3 separate regions of the Mus musculus genome follow, and regions 1 and 3 are each linked to region 2. Evidence: chromatin contacts called from public ChIA-PET and promoter capture Hi-C data. All regions are on one chromosome and are shown on one strand. Each heading gives the region's core, a stretch centred on a gene start, on an enhancer-like site or on the middle of the called end of the contact. The rest is flanking DNA. Distances are from core to core; before and after follow the strand shown. Region 1 holds the start of Pnrc1 (proline-rich nuclear receptor coactivator 1). Region 2 holds the start of Ankrd6 (ankyrin repeat domain 6). Region 3 holds the start of Srsf12 (serine and arginine-rich splicing factor 12).

Region 1 (2,700 bases), core at 34-2,533, 300 kb before region 2:
GAGAACAAAGACATTCCCTACTGCTGGCCAAAGACAATGGAACTATTCCCTGCCTCTAACCTCCTAGCTCATTCCCATCTTCTGTTCTCCTCACAGTGTGTGTGTGTCTATGTGTGTGTGTGTGTGTGTGTGTGTGTGTAGTGGAAGCAGGTTTGCGGCAGAATGTGTTTGGAAGTCAGAGGGCCACTTTGTGGTTTTGGCTGTCTTTCATTTTTAGGTGGCTTACAGGGATGGGACTCAGGCTGCTAGGCTTATATAGCAAGCATTTTAATTACTCACTGATCCATCTAGATGCCCTGCTCTTTTTATTATGAGGCAGAGTCTCATTAAATTCCCTACACTAGAAATTTCCCATCCTCTACTTCTGCCTCTCCAGGAGCTAGTGTTACAGGTCTTGACCTTGCCATACCTAGACCAGAGTTCAGATTCTTCTGTTAATTTTTTAATGATTTGTGTCTAATTCTTTAGTCTCTTGTATGCCTTACTGTAAAATGATTAAAAAAAAATTATTGGACAATGGTGACATGGGCCTTTAATCCCAGCACTAGGGAGGCAGAGACTGGTGTATCTCTGTGTTCGAGGCCAGCCTGGTCTACAGATCGAGTACAGAGTACAGCCTGGGCTACACAAAGAGTAACGCCATCTCGAAGAAAGAAAAAAGAGGAAACTAAATAAATAAAGCCCCAATCATTAAAGAAGTATGTTTCAAACAAGATGAATTACAGAAATTGGTTCTGAGGTCCTATTTGGTAACTGGTGTCTACAGTTCTTTTCTGTATTAAACTGTGAGTAGAGAATTCTGTTAACCCAGTTAGCTAGCAACTGTAGCAGAGCTGTTTTCTCTGGGTGGGACAAAGGCCAATTGGTTGGCAGCAGCATCAAGTTTCAGGGGCAATGTGAGATCTCAAGAGACTCCCAGAGATCTTTAGCTATAAAGGCAGTAAAAAATTAAAGGCCCATTTTCGGCATTATAGAGTACTTCTGATGAGCTGAAGAATCCTTCAGTAAACCCTTTTTTATTTTCACCACCAGGGTTAATTGGCAGCGTCGGAAAACCGAATGAGAAACCACATAGCCAAATTTCACTGTAGGTTAAATGGAGGCAGATCTTCACCAGTGCTGTAAATCCTTAGTGAAATAAATCCTTAGTGTTCTCCGAAATCTCTTAAAATTTTTATGTAGGGCTGAAATCGAAAACCTACAAAGCAGTCCTTTCTGGAGGTCAGAAGCTTCCTAGTTCCTCCACCGCCTCTCTCCTCCTCCTCCCCTGCCCCACCCCCAGGCTACCCCAAAGGATCGCTGCCAGGGAGGTGAGGCAGAAGTCGAACTTCATTGTTCACGGGACACTCTCGGTAAGAGCCCGTTGGGCGCGCCTGCGCAACGTGCGCTCTTTGTGAAGGGCTGCAGCAGGCTGCTTGTTTGTGTCTTGCCTCGGGGCGCGGAGGCGGGACCGAGGGAGTGGCCTGGCAGGCGCACGCGGATTGGGCCGCCGCAGGGAGGTGGGCGGGCACGGGGCGGGGCCTCGGGTAACAACACTGGCCGCGGTGGCCAGCGCTATTTGTTGCTGCGCCGCCTCGCCCGAGTCATGGTCCTTGCTCCGAACCTTCCAGCAGCAGCCTCCGCCGCCGCCCCGTGACTCCTGCTCCCCGCCTTTCTGCCGAGTCCCCGCGCCATGACCGTCGTCTCCGTCCCACAGCGAGATCTCGCTCTGAGCGGCCGCTTAGCGCCGCTCGGGTTCCTCGGGGCCCTCCCGATGGTGAACCCGGCCCCGCCGCCCTTGCCGCGCCTTCCGGACCCGCGCGCGCTGCCACCCACCCTCTTCCTGCCGCACTTCCTCGGGGGGGACGGGCCGTGCCTGGCGCCCGCGCCTCGCACCACCGCGCCGTCCGGCTGCACCTTGGCCCCGGCGGCTGCCCCGCGGGCGGCGCCCAAGAAGCGGCGGAAGAAAAAGGTGCGGGCCAGCCCGGCCGGGCAGCTGCCCAGCCGCTTCCACCAGTTCCAGCAGCACCGGCCGAGCCTGGAGGGTGGTCGCAGCCCGGCGCCGGGGCCAATCGTCGCGCAGGAGGAGCGAGGTCTGGCGGCCACTGCCCTGCTCCACAGACAGCCCCCACTCGCGAAGGAGGTAGGGCCGGTGGGGGCGGGGCGGCTGTTTACTCGGGAGGGAAGTTTCCGTGACGCTCGCTCGAGTGGTGGGGCGGAAGCGGGAGGGGGGCTGGGCGGCTGCGCTGGCGCCGCCCATTGGCTCCGGAGCCAGCCAATGGGAGCGGCGGCTACGGCCCAGCAACAGCCTGCATTTAGAAGCTTGGCGGCGCTCCAGGGGGTTTCGGCGTTCGGGGCTCAGGGACCTGCGGAGGGCTGACGTCAGCCCGCTACGTGCAGCGCTCTGGGGCGCTCATGAAGGCGGTGCTGGGTGGGGGCGGAGGCGCAGGCGCAGGCGCGGTGCCCAGTGGGGCACCGGGCGGGCGGGACCCACGCACAGCCAGATCCGCTGAGTCGGACTGCTGTTGGGAAGTTGGCAGGAGTCTCCGTCTGATGCCCGACGCGAAGGTGTCCCGGGCCCTGTGCAGGCCGGCACGAGCTTGCCTCGCTGGAGGGGGCTTCTAAGCAGCGCCCTGAATGAGTTTTTAGAAGTTATAAAATGGACTCCTCGGTTAACGGATCTGGATAACTGGGATACAGTTTTGTCGAGGCTAAAGGATT
Region 2 (2,700 bases), core at 107-2,606:
GGGTGGGTGGTGGGTGGTGGTGGTGGTGGCGGCGAGGGTGGTAGGGGGCGCAGAGTGGGGGAGCATTCCCAAATAGTTTCGGAGGATCAAGTGCTTAACTCTCTTCTAGGGTGGGCGGGGAGGGGGTTTTGGAGTGTCTCCTGTTTGAAGCTTTCAGGAGGCAAAAGGAAACAGATACTCTAAGGAAAAGGAGGTTCTCTCCTTGAAACCCAGCTATATTCCAGAGAGGGTGTGAAAAAAAAAAATCGCTTCACCGTAAATTTATCACCAGCCTCAGGTAAGATCGAAGCGTCATGTTCACCGTTCTACCTGCTGACCTCTCCACCTCTGTGAGCAAAAGGTTCCATCACTCATTTGTCATCAGATCGTGTGTGTGTGTGTGTGCGTGTGCGCGTGTGCGTGTGCGCGTGCGTGAGAGAGAGAGAGAGAGCATGCACATGCGCGCGCATGCATGCCTGCATGTGTGCATGTATGTGTGTTAACTTTCTTGCTTGCATTTATATGTATATCGGTGCTGAGGGATTTGAATTTGGGTTCTCATGCTTCATCAGAGCGCACTTTACCCACTAAGTCCTGAGCAGCCAACCCCATGAGATTTTTCTTGAGTAGAATGGCATTCATATAAGGCTGGAAATAGCATTGATTATCTGAGCCTGGTCATTGGGACTGCTATGAATTTGAAATAAACACATTCTTTGAAGTAACCTTTTGTTTACATTAGGCTCCAGGCTTACCACACTCCTAAATCGCTCAGTAAGTTGTTCTTTTTCTTTTCTTCTTGAGGCAGGCTCACATAGGCCAGATGTTGCAGACATTTGTTGGAGTGTAACCCCCTAGTTTATGCTGCCCGGGGAGCTCTTTTAGGTACTGAAAAAGTAGCTGTGGCAGTGAGAGACAAAAACAGTCAAGACAACAGTATGTAAGGCGTACTTGGAACCCGCGGGTGAGGACTGATGTCCCTGCTGGTCCTTCACCAGGCAGCAGCGGGAGAGAGGATGCCCGACCCTCTCTTTGCAGCAGCTTCCTCGGTTTCCATCGGCTCCAGAAAGCCGGCCACAGGTGGAGGGCTGGAGGGTTCTCCGCTCAGTCCATCCAATTGGTGCGCCTGGTGCCCGATGCCGCTGAGGAAACAGCCCTCAGCGCGGGTGTCCTCCCGCTGCTCGTGGGTCCCAGTGGGAGCCACCCCGCACCTCCGGGATGTGCGGTTCGGGAGGATCGTGTGCAATGACCAGCGGCCGCTGCGGGGCGCTGTAGCCCTGCGGACAGCCGGGTGGGGCGTGGCCCGAGGGGCGTGGCGTGGAGTATGGGGCGGGGCCGGCGGGGCCCTCAGGCATCCAGGCCACGCGCGGTGGAGCGTGGGGCGAGCGGCTGCGGGCAAGGAGCGCAGCGGCCCGCGAGCTCCGTGCGGAGCGGCCGGCCGGCGCGGGAGCGAAAGGTACTGGGCATAGTCGCCGGCTCCTGCGAGTGCTAGTAATCCTCCAGGAGCGCTCATGGGGACACTGGGAGGGGGCGTCGCTGGCAGGGGCGCGCTCCTTAGTGGCCGTCTGGCTCCGGGCGCTCTCGACGTCGCGCGTGTGGGGAAGTGCTTGCCCTGCAAACTCTTCCGCAGCCCAGGGCAAGGGCAGTTCCCACGGTCGTTTGGAGCACGGCTGGTCCCGCGGGGCCTTAGGGCCTTGTGCGCCGCCTTTCGGGCTCAGGATTCTCTTACTTGCCTAGGGCATTGAAATGTATCGCTTCCTGTAGATTTGGGGAGCTGGAGAGAAGGGGGATCATTATGGCTGATCCAAAAGGAGTTGTACTTTGTGAAGCTGGCCAAGAACGTTTCCCCCGAAGTGCATTGAGAGAATTCACGTGGTGGTAAGGTGTGTGTGTGTGTTTACCACTTTGATGGCATGAGACTGAGTTGTGAAACCACCAGTTAGGTGTGCGACTGGAAAACCCACGTCTTCAAGCCTTAATAGTTAGAGCTGTGAACTGAAAGCATCATACATAACCTTGAAGTTGACATCAGGCTTTATGGCGGGCATCGTTCCTGTGAGGCGAGGCTCTTGGCTGGTGGTAGCCATGTGTATTAAATTGATACTGATTGAATGTAATGGAAAGAACTTGGACAGTGACCAATCACACCCAGGTGCGAGGTTGTCCCAAGTGTTCAGATTGATACTGACTAACGGTTTCTCATCTTTAAAATATCTGTTACGTGAGTAGTTGGGATAATTAACTTCCTTTGTTACCCTGATTGTATACTTAGCATATGGTGAGTAAGTTTTGTTTTGTTTTATCCTGAGAATACAATGGCCAGAGGATGGCTCATCTGGCAGACTCTTGCCACCAGACAATTGGAGTTTGATTCGCAGAAGGTGTGACAAGGTGGAACTGACTCTCTCACCAGTCGTGGTGTCCTCTGACCTCTTCATGGGCTGAGGTTCATACACACACACACAACATAAATAAACTAGGAATTCATATTACAATTAGGAGGGGTTTCTGCCCTCTCAGCTTGAGGGAAGGAGCAGTCTGAGAAAAAAAATGAGGGAAAATTGGACACCAGACAACAGTTAGTTATAAATTGTTGAGAAGTCTAACCAAAGCTGATTTTTAAAATCAAAACCATCACAATAAAAATGCTAGCCCAAGGGGCTGGAGAGATGGCTCAGCAGTTAAGAGCATTGGCATCTCTTCCAGGGGACCCAGGGCCAG
Region 3 (2,700 bases), core at 161-2,660, 260 kb before region 2:
CACTAGGGTTGGGAATCTCCCGGGTTTCTTTTGTAAGCATGCCATGAAGACCTTTTGCTTATTGTTCAAGTTGTTTAACTGCTTTTAGCCTACCCAAATATTAATTTTGCTTCCTGTGTGAGGATGTTTGGATAAACAGGTAGAGAAGAACCATAAAACCCAGGAATCTTTTAAAATTCTATTAACTCACAGTCTACAGTAGTGACATAAATATTTACAGTGATTAAATTTAAAGTTCTTAATTCTCCTAAAAGTAAATCCCCAGCTTGGTGGTGGGGGTCACCTGCAATGCCAGGACTTGGGAGGGAGGCCAAGGTAACAGGATCAGAAGTACAAGGTCAGCCTAGACTAGATACTACTCTCTCTCTCTCTCTCTCTCTCTCACAAAACAAAACAAAACAAAAACAAAAACAAAAACAAAACAAAACATACATTATGATTACTTCAGATAACTAACAACTGAAGAGCTGCGTACATTTGTGCCTGTTTAGGTCCAGGTAACTCCTTAAAACCCTTGAACTTCAACTTTTCCATAGGTGGCCAAGATGGCAGAACTAGAACGGGGGATTAAGTAATTCCAATGAAAGATGAAGGTGTCTATTAGTGTCACGCCTCCCATTCTCTCTCCGGCTCCTATTAAAGGAAAAGGTGCGCTAGTCTGAAAAAAGGGCATTTCTTCAGCTCTATGCCTGGCAACCATCTGGACAGAATTTTCAAAGAGGGATGGAGGAAATAAAGACTTCCTGCACCATAATGAAGCCTAAGACTGTTCCCAGGACTCAAAGAAAACCATAGAAATCGAACTGACTAGTCTTTTGTATATTAAATGTGGGCCATAATCACTGTCTGAACAGTGCAGAGGAAATTGCAAGGCCTAAGGTGTGCATCCTGGGGAGGAGACAGCCCCAGTTCCTCCGGAAGGTTAGTGGGCGGCGCCTGCAGAGCGCAGTGCCACCAGAGCCAGGGCCAGCACTGCCACCACAGCCGGAGCCACCCAGCCCGCACCTTGACGCCGGGCCAACACCTGACATCACGACCGCACCCCAACACCTCGCCCACACCCCAAAACCCAGATACTCCGACAGCCCGCAGTGGCACCCCTACGACACCTGGCCAGCATTCCCAACACCCGGCCAGTGCCCCAACACAAGACCGGTACCCTGACGCCCAAATGGCACCCCAACAGCTTGCAGCTCGGCACCCGGGGTACCCGGGCGGCATCGTCATCCAGACAGCCCCCCACTGCCCACCCCGTACCCCGACAACCCGGCGCCCCGGCCCGTGCCCCCGCGGGGTCCGGTCTCCACTCACCTGGTGGCGTCTGCGACGTTCCTGACGAACAGGGAGGTGTTGGGGGGCCTGGTGTAGCGAGACATGCCTCTCGCGGCCCCGCTCCCAGCAGCCCGCCGCGCCCCCTCCCGGGCCGGCCGCGCAGCCGCAGACGCGGGCGGGGGGCGCGGGGCCTGCGCGGCCGCGCGAGCACAGACCTTGCCACTGCCCGGGCCTCTAGGGAATAGATCCGATCCCCCATCGCTGCAGGCCAGCTAGGTGCTCCAAGGGAGACCTGCCTCTCCCAAACAGCCCCAGAAAAAGATCTCATGACAGGGCTTCGAAAGAGCCATGTGCAGGGTCAGGGAGCCACTTGTGGGCATGCAAGCTTAGCCACAGCCTTTCCCTAAAGAGATCAACTCGACCCTCAGGGAAGAAAGACTGAACACGGGCGTGGGGGTGGGGGTGGGGGGAACTGCTGCAGTACTGCAGCTTAAGCAAAAAGGCCTCGAGGCAATAAACAGGGTAAGCATCAAAGAAACCCAGACGGGAGAGCAGGCTGGGGTCTTTTGTTTGCTTGTTTACTCAGGCCTAGAATTCCTTTTGTAGTGGGCTCCACATCAGGCTGGGTTTAATGCTAGGAAAATTGAGAGTACTGTGTATTGGTTAGTGGAGCTGGTGTAATAATGCCACGCATTTGGTGGTTTAATGAAACTTATCTTGAAAAGACTAGGGATGTAACTCAATGGAAGAGTGATTGTCTAGCCTGCAGGATGCACGCTGTTCCAGTACCTGAGCAGAGACTATGGCAGAACCTGTCATCCCAGGGCATGGGGGGGGGGGGGGGGAGGACGGTGAGGAGTGATGGCAGGGAGGTCAAAAGTTATCTACTATAGAGGAGCTGGAGGCCAGCCAACTGAGACCTGTCATTACTGATAGCGCATAGATCTACTCTTACAATTTCTAGATCTGTTTTGAAGCAGCTAAGTACTTCTTTTAGTACAACAGCTTCCTGTAGGAGAGCCTGAGGCAGGAACATTTTCAAGTGCAGATGACTAAATGATATTACACCGGGGTAGCTTCGAGGTGGGGGCTGGAGAGAAGGTTCAGCAGTCAAGAGCGCTTGCTGCTCTTGCAGTGGACCCGGCCGGGTTCCTCTCCCAGTGTCCACGTGGTGGCTTACAGTTCCAGGGTGTCCAACACCCTCTTCTGGCCTCAGTGGGATGCAAGGCACACAAGTAGGCAAAACACTTACACATACAATAAAAATAATAGTTTGACAAAAGGAATACTGCATTAAGCTTGGCCGGTGTCTTAAGCAACCATGTTCAGTAACTAATATAGCTATGTGTTATTGCTTTTTCGATGTTTTTTTCTGGTACTCTTGAGGGTCCAGACTAAAAGCCCTCCGTGTCCTAGATTTTTTTTTTT

Evidence for each region. Promoter capture Hi-C pulls out the DNA fragments that hold promoters and counts their contacts. ChIA-PET counts read pairs in DNA pulled down with a chosen protein or histone mark.
Region 1: an RNA polymerase II ChIA-PET map of memory CD8 T cells shows a contact between it and region 2, with 61 read pairs. The contact joins the promoter of Pnrc1 here to the promoter of Ankrd6 in region 2. A contact is called at or near these places in 2 of 39 promoter capture datasets (embryonic stem cells and hippocampal neurons) and 6 of 115 datasets of contacts at active chromatin or transcription factors (bone marrow-derived macrophages, embryonic stem cells and memory CD8 T cells).
Region 3: a contact with region 2 is called in a promoter capture Hi-C map of stem cell-derived epiblast-like cells, with 2.1 times the contacts expected there. The contact joins the promoter of Srsf12 here to the promoter of Ankrd6 in region 2. A contact is called at or near these places in 5 of 39 promoter capture datasets (cranial neural crest, embryonic stem cells, hippocampal neurons and 2 more), 5 of 484 Hi-C or Micro-C datasets (the N1E-115 cell line and embryonic stem cells), 2 of 115 datasets of contacts at active chromatin or transcription factors (memory CD8 T cells and pro-B cells) and 2 of 9 other capture datasets (adipose tissue and embryonic stem cells).

Annotation. Positions count from the first base shown.
Region 1 is chr4:33,247,370-33,250,069 of GRCm38.p6, reverse strand. It overlaps Pnrc1 (proline-rich nuclear receptor coactivator 1), which reads left to right and starts at 1,283. Exons shown (of 2, transcript NM_001033225.2): 1 at 1,283-2,122. The coding sequence starts at 1,673.
Region 2 is chr4:32,949,482-32,952,181 of GRCm38.p6, reverse strand. Ankrd6 (ankyrin repeat domain 6) reads left to right here and starts at 1,356. Exons shown (of 16, transcript NM_001012451.1): 1 at 1,356-1,435.
Region 3 is chr4:33,207,982-33,210,681 of GRCm38.p6, reverse strand. It overlaps Srsf12 (serine and arginine-rich splicing factor 12), which reads right to left and starts at 1,410. Exons shown (of 5, transcript NM_001372518.1): 1 at 1,312-1,410. The coding sequence starts at 1,376.